2 separate regions of the Rattus norvegicus genome follow, and region 1 is linked to region 2. A link is a contact called in public Hi-C data. All regions are on one chromosome and are shown on one strand. Each heading gives the region's core, a stretch centred on a gene start, on an enhancer-like site or on the middle of the called end of the contact. The rest is flanking DNA. Distances are from core to core; before and after follow the strand shown. Region 1 overlaps Prkce (protein kinase C, epsilon). Region 2 overlaps Epas1 (endothelial PAS domain protein 1).

Region 1 (2,773 bases), core at 142-2,641, 290 kb before region 2:
TGCTTCCCACATGATACTCAAGATCTGAGCCCCCAGCCCACTGCTTCCGCTGCCACATCTTTGCTATGCCATCATGGACTCCACCCCTCTGGAACCATAAGCACCAAGAAACTCTTTACTCTTAGGTGGCCTTGGTCATGGTGTCTGGTTACAACAATGGAAAAGTCACCAATAGACTCGGTTTCTAGGATATGGGGAGGAATGGCTCTCCCAGAAACTTCCTTGAGAGCATCCCAGCAGATTGTGCAGCGCTTTAAGATGGGTACAGACCGGCTGGCAGAGCGTGGAAGGGTGTAGAGTAAGGAAGGCCCTGTGTCTTTTCCGGCATCCAGCAATGATCACCGTGCAGAGCCATCAACAGTAACCATAATGGCCCAGTCGAGTCTGGCAGCTGCAGCCTGCTGGGGGACCATGCTGAATTCAAATAGTGACTTAAGATTTCTGTCTACGGGGTTGGGGATTTAGCTCAGTGGTAGAGCGCTTGCCTAGGAAGCGCAAGGCCCTGGGTTCGGTCCCCAGCTCCGAAAAAAAGAACCAAAAAAAAAAAAAAAGATTTCTGTCTACAAAGCTGTTCTGTCCTTGGCTGTGCCGTAGTCTTCTTGCACAGACTCTGGGAAATAAAAAGCAAATAAAACGATTCTGGCACCCAGCACTAATGAGAATGGGCAGATAGGCCAGTCAATAAAACCACAAATACATACCCATCAAGTTCAGGCCTTGTGCTAGACTTGAGATCCTGCTGTGGTTTTGAGTTTCTAGAGAACCTAAATCAGGCTACGGAAGCTACAGAGCTGGCCCTTGAAATAGGGCAAGCATTGGGAAGAAGGTGGGCACCTAGAGATGGGCTCCAAAGTCCTTTCTAGAGTTCATCTTGACGTGTTCCCCACACTAGGTTTCACAGCTCCGTTCTCCTGCTTCTTTGCGGACAAATGATAAGGAAAAAGAGGTGAGGTTTGTGGGGAAGGGTGCATACTGAGAAAATAAGGAGAACAGACTCTTGTGGAGTCAGAGGCTGAGGGAAAGGAGCATGGCAGTGCTGGGGACCCTCGTTAGGGACTGAAGTGTCCCTCTTGGTGCTAAAGAGCATGGCCTTCCTGCTCCAGGTGTGAACCTGGTACAGAAGCTCCTTTTTCAGAAATCTCCTGTTCCATTGGCCTCTGGAGCTCAGAGGGCTCCCAAGAGATAGATTTATTTTGATTTTTGTGGTTAACAGAAAACTAAAATTCCCAGGCCCTTCTAGATGTTGTGTGTTTGTGTTTTATCATCCCCATTACAAAACCATCCCTTCCAACTGGATCCCACAAAACCCGACTTGGCCAGTCTCACCCGTGGCATTGCCTCTTTAAAACTTGCATCTCTGCACACTGTACCCATCCCCCACCCTCTGGCATTTCCTGCCAGGCCTGGGAAGCCAAATCCTGGAGGACTTTGCTGTGAGGGAAACTGGGAATGGGGCTGAGCCTCTACAGGATCTCCACCCGCCCACCAGCCTCCCTCCAGCCCTGGGGAACGGGTGGCGTGGAGAATCCTTAAAAAGCAACTGGTGATGTTTTTCAAATGTGATTTAATCATCTCTGTGGGCAAGGGGAGAGCTGCCTGGAGCAAGTGTTGACAACATAGTAGAGGATTTGTAGTTTCAAAGAACTCTAATTTTTTTTAACTTTTAACAAAACTGCAAACCCTAAAGAAAAGAAGGGATGGCGGGGGTACAAGGTGACCAGGAGAGAGAAAGATCTAGTGAATAATCAGGCCACCTAAGAGAACGGAGAAAGCAACCTGAAGGGTAGGCCATGATCCTGCTAGGCCAGGTGACATTGGGGTGGTGGGGCCTGGGAGGAGTTGGAGGGCTTTTGGCCCCTTTGCTGGCTGTTTCTAGAAAACAAAAGCCCTCGATGTTCAATACCTCTAGATGGTTTGGATTAGCAGCCCTCGGGACTCTATGCTACGGGCTCGACAGTAGAAGATTGGAAGTGGTAGTGCTGGGCTTGGTAATGCTCTCCAGCGTTAGGTGAAGAGAGTCTACGTGGATGCTTTGGGCTCTGTGTGACACAGTGTCTTATCCAGTGATGCGAGGAAGCACATCTTGGTGCTGAAGAACATCCTGTGTGAGCAGGATGGGTGGGCGGCAATGCCATTTCTCTTCCTTAGCCAATTTACACTCAGGGCCCTGTGGCCTGCAAGTGACTGAGGGCTTATGGAGACTCTGATAGGAGGGTCGGTGTGTAAAGTCACTGAGTGCCAATCTCCGTTGCCTGAGGAGAGCCGAGGGACGTGGAGAGGGGGATAAGAGTGCAAGTAGAGGGGCCGCATAATTTCATACCAATCAGGCTGCATGAAGAAAGTGGTCACCCAGGTCTTGAAGCAAGGACCCATTCTAGAATGAAGTGCAAAGTTATAGGGCTCACTTTGCTCCAGTGTGCCCACCTCAGGGCAGACAGGGAGGAGTGCTGCCTCTTAGTCTAGAGTCTGTCACATAAGGTAGCTTCTTTACATGTAAGGAAACACGGAAAGAAGATTTTCTTCTATATTTCCACATTTTATTATGGTAAAATAAACATAGGATTTATCACCTTTGAACACTTGGAGGCTGAGGCAGGAGGATAGAAAGTTTGAGGCGACTCTCTCTGTATATGAAGATTGACTCAAAGAAAGATCAAACAAACAAAACACCCAAGCCAAAAAACAAATTCTCTAACTTTGGGGACGAAGTGATAGACACATTTATACACTTGTGTGTGTGTGTGTGTGTGTGTGTGTGTGTGTGTGTGTGTGT
Region 2 (2,798 bases), core at 55-2,554:
CCTGCGCTCTGGGACTGAGGGAGAGCTTTAGATCACAGTAAATGTGCAGAGTGTGCATTCACCCCAATTCTAACTGGAGGCTTCCTCAGACTCATACCTGGTTAAAAACAAAACAAAACAAACAAACAAACAAACAAAAAACCCAACAAATTCTCATTACTTTAGAGTTGGAGATCAGCACACAGCCAGGTTTCTAGATATAAATGTCAGGCTTATTTTTGATTATTTTAATTTGAATTTATTTGATTCCCGGCATTTGACTAGTGAAGACGCATAGTCTGCGCAGGATATGATTCTCTAATCCCCGGGACGTTAAAATCCAGGACATGATTTTAAAGTTTTCATCATGACCTATCTATCTATCTATCAGGAAAAGTGGGACAAAGGGGGGAGAGTTACGGCAGCAGATGCGATTTCTGTGCCCTCTTATGCCTCATGGTGGTAAGACCTGTTTCCCCTGGTTCTCATCCCAATTGTTTTGCTGTCCCACTCCCCGGCCCCACCTATACTCAAAATCAAGGCATTTTCTGTCCTGTTTGGAAGAAGGCCAGTAGGATGATTCATGCCAGGATGTTACTGGCTGAGAGCAGCCAGCAGCCCCTTCAAGAAAGTCTAGCATTGCTTGTAGCGTTCCCTTAAAGCAGAGTCTGGCCAGTCAGTAGACAGCAGCTGACTAACTCCGCATAGCATTTTATGAATGCCAGTGCAGCGAGTAAGGGTGAGGTGAGCTGGTGTGGAACAAAATAAAAAATTCCAGTGCCGGACTTGTGGGGCACACCAGGAGAGCAGCAAGGTCAGGTGGAATCTGTCATTCTGCTGAAGGTGTGAGATAGCCCAAGCCTGCCCACAGTGGGGCATAGGGTACAGCGGAAGAGACAGTAAGTGGCCCATGCTCTTTCCTTGCCGCTCTGTGTGGGGCTACATTTGCTGTCAGTGTGCCTGGAAGGCATGGGGACTGTGGTGCTAGGAGGGGAGGCACTGCCAAGGCAAACCCTTTGAACCGGAAAACCCTGCAGAGATAACTAAGTACCAAGCACCCCTGAAGTAGGAATCCTGTATCGGAGCTTGTTAGGAACAATGTAGCAGTTTTAGTGTTTCCCGAAGAGGAAGAAGACTCATGCTGATGGTAATGTAAAATGTAAGTAAGAATGTAGCAGCCTAGCTGCTGGCACAGCCTGGCCTCAAAGACCCAGTCTGAAGGCGCCTGCTCTGCCACCTGTTAGTTCGCCCAAGGCAAGTGGCTCCAGCGTTCTGGTGTGCCGCTCAACTTGGGCGGTGCTGCCTAAAGGAAATGAACGGAGCTCCGGAAAAGGTGCTCCACAACCTTCTCAGCTGCACATATCCTGGCTGTGGGAACCATCAAAGCCTGTTTACTGGGGCTATTTTTAGCATTAAAGAATCTTGTGCTCCTTCTCAGTGAAGACGGTTTGTCTCTACCACAGTTCTTTGAGATTCGAATCCTGACAGGTCCTGGGAAGCAAATGGCCAGGATGTAGAACCTGATAATTAGACGGCCCAGCCGTCTTAGCAAGCACCGATTTTATTTTGTACCAACGGTTTACTCTGTTGTTTATTAACCTTCCCAGGAGGGGCTTAGACTCTTGAACAGATGCCTTCCCTGGCAGTTGGTTGGTTCCTGAAGGGTGGGATTGTATCCCTCCTTGCAGTAGCCCCAGTTCTCCACAGGATAGGACTGAACTTGTAATGAGTGCCACTGGTGAGCCAATGATCCCTTTCACCAGCCAGGGAAGACATGGAGGAAAAGCTTAGGAACTGCAGTGAGCGAGCTTTCCCCAAGCCCAGTGTTTACTGTGCACAGCCGCCAGGCAGAACAGTTCTCAGCAGAGATGTGACACAAGGTTCAGGTTCTGGGTGCAGCAGGGGGATGTCTGCCTCTCTCTTCCGGGCTGGGAGTGACCTGGCCAAGTTCCTTCAGAGACTCCCAGGAGGACAAGCAGGTGCTACAAGAGCAAACAGTTCCACTGACGGAAGAAGCCATGCCCAAGCCCGGCTTCTCCAGGGTCCCAGGGAAGGAGGGGGGCTGCTGACGTCCTTGATCCTGTAGCCATTGTGACTTCAGTCTCAAGATGTTCTGTGTCTGTGGCCCCAGAGCACCCTTCTCCTTCCTTTCCAAAGGGCAGTCAACCCACCACTGTAGCCAATTTCGCCACCTCCTGGAAGTAAGCAGACTGGACACTTCGGAAAGCTGACTTGGCTGTGCTGGGCCTGTTAAAAACAGGAAACTTTAAGCAGAGCTATTTTTTCTGGGTCTAGTTAACCCAAATAGGTTGTCTTGGGGTTACTCCAGATTTTGAAGTCAGTGTTGCCACTGAGATCAAAGAAGCTGAAGAGAAAATAAATTCTCAGTAGGCCTCAGGGCTGGCCTGTGTTTGTCGGGAGAAAGTGGCCACCTCCTTGCCCATTTCCTAGGTCAGGCAGCCTTGCCCAGCCTGGCTGGTTTTCCCCACATGGGAGATAGTCTTCATCATGTGCTCCCTGAAGCGACAGCTTTGACCCTCTCTGAACATGGTTTTGTTTTTTATTTTTTTAAAGGAAGAAAGTCACTTTCCCAGCTCCTCTGAATTAGGAAGGAAACATGGGGGTGGGAGGGGGACCTTCCAGCACTACCCTGGGTGGGGTGCAGTCTCCTGGTTCTCCTCCAAGACCTCAGTCTTGGGCTCCCGGCTCAGCTTAATTTTTCTGCAGGGGGTTCCAAGTTTTTTTTTTAATTGGATAGTTTATGTATTTACATTTCAAATGTTATCCCCTTTCCCGCTCTCCCTCTCCCATCCCCCTCC

The links. A called contact is a pair of places that touch in the nucleus more often than the background predicts.
Region 1: a Hi-C map of psoas muscle shows a contact between it and region 2, with 2.1 times the contacts expected there. The contact joins two enhancer-like sites. A contact is called at or near these places in 6 of 12 Hi-C or Micro-C datasets (Schwann cells, frontal cortex, kidney and 2 more).

What each region holds. Positions count from the first base shown.
Region 1 is chr6:13,867,684-13,870,456 of GRCr8, reverse strand. All of the region lies in intron 10 of Prkce (protein kinase C, epsilon), which reads left to right. Among named protein-coding and RNA genes, the nearest start is that of Prkcel1, 61 kb to the left of the region's middle. Within about 2 kb of position 1,391, at least 23 of the 93 cell types and tissues checked have an H3K27ac peak or open chromatin away from gene starts, as enhancers often do.
Region 2 is chr6:13,575,182-13,577,979 of GRCr8, reverse strand. All of the region lies in intron 2 of Epas1 (endothelial PAS domain protein 1), which reads left to right. Among named protein-coding and RNA genes, the nearest start is that of Epas1, 48 kb to the left of the region's middle. Within about 2 kb of position 1,304, at least 35 of the 93 cell types and tissues checked have an H3K27ac peak or open chromatin away from gene starts, as enhancers often do.